Linked DNA regions of Rattus norvegicus: region 1 is linked to region 2. A link is a contact called in public Hi-C data. All regions are on one chromosome and are shown on one strand. The core of a region is the stretch at or near the end of the contact, and the rest is flanking DNA. Distances in the headings are between cores, read along the strand shown.

What was found. Hi-C and Micro-C count contacts between places; a contact is called where the count stands out from the background.
Region 1: a Hi-C map of frontal cortex shows a contact between it and region 2, with 1.7 times the contacts expected there. The contact joins the enhancer-like site here to the promoter of Lzts1 in region 2. A contact is called at or near these places in 5 of 12 Hi-C or Micro-C datasets (the A7r5 cell line, Schwann cells, frontal cortex and 2 more).

Annotation. Positions count from the first base shown.
Region 1 is chr16:25,374,618-25,379,586 of GRCr8, reverse strand. All of the region lies in intron 1 of LOC102554171 (a long non-coding RNA gene), which reads right to left. Among named protein-coding and RNA genes, the nearest start is that of Atp6v1b2, 31 kb to the left of the region's middle. Within about 2 kb of position 1,981, at least 5 of the 93 cell types and tissues checked have an H3K27ac peak or open chromatin away from gene starts, as enhancers often do. A contact at or near this core is called in the A7r5 cell line, where this site is marked.
Region 2 is chr16:25,306,452-25,311,410 of GRCr8, reverse strand. Lzts1 (leucine zipper tumor suppressor 1) reads right to left here and starts at 1,858. Exons shown (of 4, transcript NM_153470.2): 1 at 1,645-1,858.

The DNA of each region.
Region 1 (4,969 bases), core at 732-3,231, 68 kb before region 2:
ATTCCCTATTTCCCCCCAACCACAGCCTGTCCCAGGTAACTGCTACTCATCCTCCTGTGTGGATTTGTCTCTTCTGTCTATTTTAGAATCATAGTATGTTATTTTTGTGTCTATCTTATTTCAATAAGATTCTTAATGTTAAAACATGCCACAATTCATTTATTTTTATTTCTGAGTAATATCTAGATGAATTATGTGGCACATATCCATTCACCGATTGGTGGGCATTTGGGTCGTTTACACTTTGGGATCACCATGAAAGAGGTTTGCATAGTTGTGCTTTTGTGTATATGTGTCTCACTTGCCTTGTGCATGTAGTATATCTAATGTAGAGAACAGGATCTTCCTTCTTCCTTAAGGGTTAGTCCAGTGTGGCAAGCCAGGGACCTGAGTAGGAACTACCCCTATTTAAAATGAGTCCACTTAAATGCAAATCAAAACAACCCTGAGATTCCACCTCACAACCAGTCAGAATGGCTAAGATCAAAAACTCAGGTGACAGCAGCTGTTGGCAAGGATGTGGAGAAAGAGGAACACTCCTCCATTTTTGTGGGATTGCAAGCTGATACAACCACTCTGGAAATCAGTCTGGAGGTTCCTCAGAAAATTGGACCCAGCTATACCACTCCTGGGCATATACCCAAAAGATGCTCCAACATATAACAAGGACACATACTCCACTATGTTCATAGCAGCCTTATTTATAATAGCCAGAAGCTGGAAAAAAAAACCAGATTTTCCCTCAATAGAAGAATAGATTCAGAAAATGTGGTATGTTTACACAATAGAGTACTACTCACCTGTTAAAGGCAATGACTTCATGAAATTTTTAGGCAAATGGATAGAACTAGAAAATATCCTGAGTGAGGTAACTAGTCACAAAAGAACACACATGATATGTAGTCACTGATAAATGGATATTAGCCCCAAAGCTGGGAATACCCAAGATAAAATTTACAGACCTGAAGTGGATGCTTTAGTCCTTCTTAGAAGGGGGAATAAAATACTCCCAGGAGGAAATATGGAAAGTGTGGAGCAGAGACTGAAGGAAAGGTCATCCAGAGACTGCCACACCTGGGAATCCATCCCACATACATTCACCAAACCCAGACACTATTGCTGATGCCAAGAGTTGCATGCTGACAGGAGCCTGATATTGCTGTCTTCTGAGAGGCTCTGCCAGAGCCTGACAAATACAGAGGCAGATGCTCCAGACAACCATTGGACTGAGCACAGGGTCCTCAATGGAGGAGTTAGAGAAAGGACCGAAGGAGCTGAAGGGGTTTGCAATCCCATAGGAAGAACAATATCAACCAACCAGACACCCCAGTGCTCCCACCAACCAAAGAATACACATGAAGTGACCCATGGCTCCAGCCTCATATGTAGCAAAGGATGGCCTTGTCAGGCATCAATGGGAGGAGAAGCCCTTGGTCCTGTGAAGGCTTGATGCCCCAGTGTAGGGGAAAGCCAGGGTGGGGAGGTGGGAAGGAGTGGGTGGGTAGGGGAGCATCCTTATAGAAGCAGGGAGAGGGAAGATGGGATGGGGGTTTCCAGAGGGGAAGCTGGGAAAGGGGATATCATTTGAAATGTAAATAAAGAAAATAGCCAATTTAAAAAAAAGGAAAAATAAAATGAGTCCACTTAGTGCTGCTTGCCTGTGCATGGATGTGGGACTGTGGGTAGCCTCCAAAGCTAACCATCTCTGAAGCAAAAGGATTCTCCCTTCACAGAAGTCATTAATTCCCAACAGTTTCTCAGGTTGTCAGTATTTTTAACCCCGTTCTAAGAGTACAGTAATTTTCAAAGTTGTAACACTTTCTGCATTTCCAGTTTTCACCACAAGGTGTCGATAAACTATGCAGAAGAGCAGTTGAAGTCTTTGGCCAGCAGAGGGCCTCTGGTGTTCCTCGGAGATACCTGAGTGAAATTCTAGAATTTCGTTTCTTTTCCTTCCCTTGCTCTCATTCCACCCGGGTCTGTCTTTGTAGTCTCAACTGTTGCACACCAAAAACCTCACCAAGATTTCTTCCCCTGGGGTTGGAGAACAGTGGCTGGAGTTGATACTTATTGTAAGCCTGGCAGTGAGCTAAAGGCTTTCTGAAACCACTGGATTTCATTAACCAAGGGAATTCTGGGAACAGCCATGAGTTAACCTGGTGAGGAAACTGCACATAGAGAGTCAGATCCGAATAGTATTTCCACTGTGCTTTTACGGCATGCCCCAGAGGTGCAGCCTCAGCTGTCCCCTCCATGTCATGGGAAATTCCTGGGCTTTAAAGACTCCTAAGAAACCTTTTATCCTTTGCACCATGTGACAAAACCCAATGGCTGCCCTTGCATCTTTTCTCTAGTGGAAAACAAGCAGGCGGGAAGCATGACTATTCCTAGAAAAATATATTCCAAGACACCAAAGCCTGCCTGAAACCAGATGGCACTTGTATTTCCTCAAGGATCTTCTCTTTATGTGCACTTTCTGGCTGTCAGCGGTGCCAGAAGCTTAGCCCTGGTGGGGGTCCTCTCTGAAGAGATCAGAGGCAAAACTGAAGAAGGAGAAGAGTGACAGTGGCAAGGTCTTGGGAGAAGGTAGAGTTGCTTTCTATAATAACATATACCTCTCTTGACTTTAGTTACTCTGAGGCCAGAAGCTGCTGGCCTCTGGATCTACTGACAGTTGTTGCTAACAGCAGGGTAATTAGGTAAGGGATTTACTGCCGTCTCTCCCTTCTATGTCCAGGCAGCCAGACACTTCTGGTTAACTGTTTGTGAACCACGGAGGAAGGAAAGGAAAAGAATTAAAAGTCTTTATTCAGGCAGATATGCAGAGACATATTCATACACCCACACGCCGGCTGGGCCGGACCGTCTGTCTCAACTCCACAAGTATCCGTGCAGGCTTACATACATACACATGTAAATACAGACAGACGTGTACATATGGATGGATGGACGGATGGATGGATGGATGGATGGATGGATGGGTGGGTGGGGCAGAGCTCCCAAGTCAAGCCATCCAAAAACAAACAATTTTATTTCTTTTTTCTGGCCTTTTTATACCTTCTTAGACAAAAAGTTCTTTAGAAAATTACCTCAGAGATAAAATTACATAAAATGGGAGTTACAGAAGGATGTTGCTATTAAGTTCAAAGCAGTGTTTCCTTCTGCAAGATTGTTTTAAGATCAAAGCAACAGCTTTTTTTTTTTTTTTAACATGGCCTTGCCTTATCATAGTGCACACCTGTGGCTTTATCCTTGGACCTAAATGTTTTTCCTTGAACACAAATTTGTCCCAAGCCTATTTCTCCTTTTAGTGTGATTATGAAAGCTCACTGTATTTACGCAGCCTTTATTTACTGTTAATGAGGAGTGGGAACATTCTAGTCTTGATTCTAACATTATTACATCTTTCTAGCAAAGCAGCTAAGACCATCTTTCTTCCTAAAGTTACTGGAATTAAATCTGAAATTCTATAGAATCATCAATTTATCTAAATAGCATTAATTCATGAAAGTTCATCTGTATGTTGATCTGCAGGAAATCTGATCAGTAGGGTGGGCTAATGCCCAGGAATTATTACATCAATTTAATAACGACAAGAAAGGCATATCAGCTACAAGAAGCAATCCTGAGATGAAGTCTTTGTGACCTTGCCATTGAGCTCGCCCATCACAGACCAGGTCCTGCCACTCCCCAATCAAAACAAAACAAAACCTCCAGGAAGGCCACCTGCTAGCCTAAGCCTATCCTAGATGGCTCCTGACACAGTAACTATCCCAGGTATTGACATGATTACTCTTGTGCTTTGAGTGTGTGTGTGTGTGTGTGTGTGTGTGTGTGTGTGTGTGTGTGCGCGCGCGCGCTATACTAAGTGTTTTCTTAGGGCAAACCTTTCAGCAGACAACTATTCATATTTTCTAGAAGGAAAAATGGATAACTTGGATAATCCAAGCCCTAGAAACCATATATATCCATATATATATGCCTACTGCAGTCTCTGCTACATCGACTTTTCGCAAGCTCTGGCTTTTGGAGCAGACCCCTTCAGTCTGGGATGCTGGTTTGGGCGTCTCATTTAAAAAAAAAATATATATATATATATATGTATATATATATGATAACGACGATAATAATACCTCTGGGGTTTGAGGTTAGACTGAAGATGAGCTTGGACCGCGATGACGCAATGAGCTAAACCTGCACTCCCTCGTCACCAAGTCACTCTCAGATCGAATCCTATCTGCCCCCCACCCCGCACCCCTTTCTGCGACCTGCCCAGATGCCCCAGGGCTCTTGTCAGAAGGCTACGATTAAACAAAGGGCCACGCTCCCTCCAAAGCCCAAGCAAAGCAGCAGGGGTCGCCGGCGGGACAGCAGGTTTCTAAACAGATGCAAAAATGGGCCCGCAGCTGCCGCCCAGCACACCAGCACACTGTTTTCTAATTCCCCCTGCCTGCTAAGTGCTGATTACCCGGCTCTGCCTCGGGCCGCGGTCCTTCCAACCACCTGACTTTAGCCAGGGGGCCACTCAGAGAACAGAGCAGCTGGCAGGGCGCACTTCCGGCAAGGACCTAGCGGGGCAGCAGATGCGAGGCACTGATTATTCCGGGGGCGGGCTGCACTAGGGACCTGCATTTGCACTTCAAAGGGGTCTGGCCCCAGTGCTTCACTCTGGGGACCCAGTCTTGTTCTGGGGGAAATCAAGTTGCTTTGAGTGAGTTACCCACCCCCTTCCTAACAGAGGGGCGGGTTTAAACAACCCCTAGAAGTTAATGCCTACTGGCTAGACGTCCCCAGGGACCCTCCCCTGTCTAGCAGTTCTTCTCTTTAGTCTGTTTCCATCTGGACGTTCACGGGGTCACGGCAAACCTATCTATCTCACACTGCCTATGTTTTTTAAAAACAGTCTATGTTGCCCGAAGCTTTCCTGGCAATCACAGAGATCCCTCAGCGTCTACCCCTCAGGTGCTAT
Region 2 (4,959 bases), core at 609-3,108:
GAAAGGACAATCATCTTGAGCAAAAGCAAATGTCTGCTCCTTCCATGAAACCTCCAGGAAGGATGCTCCGATTTCTTTTTCCACAGACAGTTCTCAGTTCTAGCACATGCGTGCTCTATACTCCTATCGACACAGCTAAGACATGCTTTTCCGGATTCCATTAATGGTGGACTTGGCTCCCACTAGCTATGGGAACACCCTTCCATTTTGGTGCCTCAGTTTCTTCACTGGCAGACCCAGAGTAAATCACATCTCATGCTAATGTGGGAGTTGTGCTGTGAGGATAAAGGAGACAACAAATGAGATAACATCTATGATGCACTGAAAATGGTCAGAAGAAAGAGCTGGGTAAATACAAGGTGTGGGCCATGCCTGATTAAGGTGCATTCCCTGCCCACAGACTCCTGCCCACACTCTGCTCTGTGCCAACCTTGAAGACTCTTACCCCTGTAAAATCTAACTCTGATACTTATGTGCATACACCTTTCAAACACCTCCATTTTCCTTCTGTCTGCCTGCAGAAAATTGTTTCTGAACTTGAAGGAAGCTCGGGTTACAAATCCTCAAAATCCCTTACCAGCAGCCTCCTCCTCAGGGTCTGGGTGCTGGAAGAACTGTGTGCAGACAGCTTATCTCTCCGTGGATGGGCTGAGACTAGACTGTGTTTCCCAGGAAAAGACCCTTTGGTGGTGCAGCCTCTACAACAGCTACCCAGAACCTAGTACCTCTTCACCAGCAATTCAAGGAGCATGCAGAAAGCCTGGGGGCAGAAGGCACGGTTCTTGGATCCCTAAACATCTCTCATGCTTGGGAAACTGAGGACTCTACAGCACTTTCCCAGGCCTGACAACCAGTGGGTGAGCAGAATACTCACATGTGCCATGGTTTAATCTCTTCCACTTGCAGCAGGGAGGGGAGACAGTCACCTGGTCCCTGGTGTCTGGGTCTCTATTGCTGAATGAAGCCTGGGCAGATGAGAGGCAAAACAGAGGGGATCTGACTCCCTGTGGTGAGTGAGAAAAAGGAGTGAACTGAGGGGTGTGTGTGTGTGTGTGTGTGTGTGTGTGTGTGTGTGTGTGTGTGTGTATCTGTCTGTCTACCTGTCTGTGTATCCGTCCAAGTTCATTTCTGTTCCTTCCAGACACCTCAAAAGTTCCAGCTAGCAAGGTAAAGCTCACTAGCCAGTCCCCAGCAGCTGTATCCTCTGTCTGTGGCCTCAGTTTCTGTGGCCTCACTTCCTCACCTCTCATATCTTCATCTCTGCATTCATGTCACCTAATGCACAGTCTCCAAGATAAAATTCAGATTTGCGAGGAAACAAACCTCCCCGGTCTCACGGACAAAGACAGAAGGATTGACTGATGCACACCGTTTCCTTCCGGCTGGGGTCAGATTAGAAATACAAGCAGTGACAGGGGAGAAGACTCCCCCACACCTACCGCTGCCCTCTACTCCGATAGTTACATGTAGAAACAAAGACACCTAGACAGACGCGGACACAGACAGACAAAGACCGACAGACGAGCGGACTCACTCCCGGAGTGGTTTGCTGTAGGGAGAGCAGCCTTCCCTGTGCCTGGGCCATCCGCGGGACTGCAGACATTGCGCGAAGGAGGAACAGGACCCTGGGTACCCGTACCTTACCTGTCTGCCCTCCTCCGCCTCGGAGATAGCTGCAAATGGCTGCAGATTTTGATTTTTCGGTGTGTTTTGTGTAGTACCCCTTTCTCTTTTTCTGGAGAGCCACTGGAGCCGACTGATCCCGCGTCGCTCAAGTCACACTCCCAGGAGCAGCAGAAAGGCAGAGAAACTTTCGGACTCTGAGCTTGTCGCAGCCGCCCAGAGCCCGCCAGCTGGCCCGGGCGCTCTGGCCCTTGCGCTGGGTCCCTGGCCGCCGGCGGGGCGGGGCGGGGCGGGACGGGGCGGGGCGGGGCGGGGCACGGGTAGGGCGGGGCCAGAGTCAACGGCATTCATTGGCCCGCACTGCTTGCACCCAGTCCAGCTCTCTCCCGGGCCTTTGTTCCCGGCTGACAGCTGGGGTTGCTCCAACCTCCTGGCTCCTCTCTACCCAAAGCTCGCGCCGGTCAGGCTCGCAGTTTCTTAGCTCTCGCTTCATCACCCTCGGGGATTCCCGTCTGTTCAGCCTTTCTCTCCCTTTCCTCATCTTCCACTACTCCTAGTTCTTGCTTTCTCTATCTGCATCTATTCGCCTTCGCGTTTTCTTTATCCATTTTCTGCATTCCCCTTTTCTTTGCTACCTCTTACCGGTGATTTCTCCAGCCCAACCCCCAACCACAACCCCAACAAAAGGTTGAGTTTCTTGGTTTAAGGACCACACTAAAGGCCTCGAGGTGTTATGAGGGTACTGCTTCCTCTTGCTGTGATTACAGACCAGAGAACCCAGAACCCAGAACCCAGAGACTTTACTCCTCAAAAAAGATCCAATTCAAATTTTGCCACTACAGAAGCCTGGCCTAGGTGATGCAAGCCAGAAATCCCAGGGACTTGAGAGGCTGAAACAGGAGGATTATAAATTCAAGTCCTGCCTGGAACACAAAATGAATTCAGTGCCACTCAAAGCACTGAAGTGTGACCTTGTCTGAAAATTTAAAGTGGAAATATATCTGCAGGGCGGACTGGAGAAGTTGCTCAGTGGTAAAAAGGCGTGGTCTTAATTTCAATCCCGAGCACTAAAACCAGCAGCCATTCACCCACCTTTTCACCGCCTGTCTGAGGGTACACCGAGGTAAGATAGTGAAAAGCCAGTCAGTATAAAGGCAGAGGTGTTGCCCAGAAATTGTCAGCCCAGGCCTGAAAGGGGCAAGTTAAGGGGAGAAGAGTAGGGATCACTAATCTCATGAATGAATCAGACACTCTCCTACTCCAAACCCCTGCTTCTTCCTCCAGGTCTTGACCCTAGATTAATTTTAAGCTTTATTTAATTCCGTAATTCTAGCTTAGTAATATCTATTTTCTAGAGAAAATAGATAGACAGCCAGCCTGTAATCCCAGCATTTGGAAGACTGAGATGGGGAGTTTATGCCAGACTATCTCTCCATTTGAGAAGTGTTTCTCCTGCTTTGTTAACTATACCTTTCCCAGTTCCAGACATGAGTACCATCCTTACTTGGACCTCTGTAACCACCACAGGTAGACAGATCCCTCTTTTGAGGAAAGCCTCCTCCTCTTCTTTCTGTGCCCCGCTCATTAACTTGGTACAAGCATGTCTTCTCAGAGGTGAACGTTTCTTAGGACTCTTGATGAACCAGAGGATACAGAGCAACTGTTCTAGCACTTGAAGGTAACAGTAGACACTGAAGAGAGACTAAGGACAGTGGATTACAGATCTCTGTCAACCAACTTTGTCATGACTGTAATATTCCAGAGAACTGGGCAAAGGAGCCCTTAGCTTTCTGGTCCTGGCCCTACCACTGTCTATTCGTCTGCTGTTACAAGGTCATATCCTAGGCTAGACCTCAGTTTTCCTGGTCTGCAAAGTGAGTGGTGTATTGGTACTTTTTTTTATTTTTATTTTTTTAAGACAGATCTCAGGAAGTAGTCGAGGCTGGCCTTGAGCTCGAGACATTCCTTTGGAGAATTAGGATTACAACTATGACTCATCAGGACTGACTAAGACATTTTTACAGCAGCACTGGCATCACTGGGTAGAGGCTGGGCATACATACTCTCCTACTGTGACCCAGTTAGGCATATGGTGAGCAGGGTTTGGGTATGAGGTTGGAACTGGATGTACCATGGCACAACAGAAACATCCTAAGGAAGGGATGCTTCAGAGATAAAGGGAGGTGAGTTGAGAGTGAAGAAAGCAGAATGATGAGAGGAAGCCTGTGATATATTGTACATGTATTTACACGTGACATGGATACTCACTTTAAACCGAAATAACATGACATCCTTCAAGAAAAAAACCTCAATTAGCTCCTTATTCAAAAGAAATGACACTACAGTGACTGGATGTGCCTATCCTCTTACCCCAATAGAATTCTCAAAGCTCATCCTCCTCTTCCTCATCCATCTAAGGCCACATCCCTCACACTTTCCTATGCCTGAGTCAGGTCTAGAAAGCTATGTCACCAAACCTGTTGTCATATTTGATCTTGGTAGCACGTGTTGGTAGACAAATGTTTCAGAGGATGAGGCAGGGGCCTTTTGAGTTTTAAGTCATGGGGTCCCTTGATCTCACCAATCTGTGCTCTAAGATACAGGCTTTGTGTTTTGACTTTGTGTGGGGGATTGAGTAGGAATGGCTGCTATAATCCCATGTGTTTGGACATTTGGCCCATAGGGAGTGGTACAATTAGGAACTGTAGTCTTGTTGGAGTAGCTGTGGCCATGTTGAAGGAGGTATGTGACTGTCGTGTTTGGTGGGCTTTCAGGTCTCAAATGTGCTCAAGGTACCTCCCATGTGGCACAGAGGCTCCCTTTGCTTCCTTCTGATCAAAATGTAGAACTCACAGCTTCTTCAGCACCATGTGCGCCTGCACACTGCCATGCTTTCTACCACGATGATAATTGATTAAACCTCTGAACTCAAAGTCAGCCCCAATTAAATGTTTTCTTTTGAAGAGTTCCACAGCCATGGTATTTCTTCACAGCAATAAAATCCTAACTAAGGCACTTGGCATCTTGTTCTTCATATTTAGAACCCATAGCTGGCCAGGTAGGACCAGAACCTGATCAGTTGAGTCAAAAGTTTGTCTCTTCTCCAGGTGTCCTCTTCTAAGACTGCATCCTTTTTATTTGACAGCAAATCTTTAAAATCCAACACATGTGAACATCAAGCATGCACACACACACACACACACACACACACATACACACACATACACACACAAACACACACATATACACACACATACACACACATACACACATACATACACACATACACACACACATACAAACACATACGCAAATGTGCACATACACATAATCCTT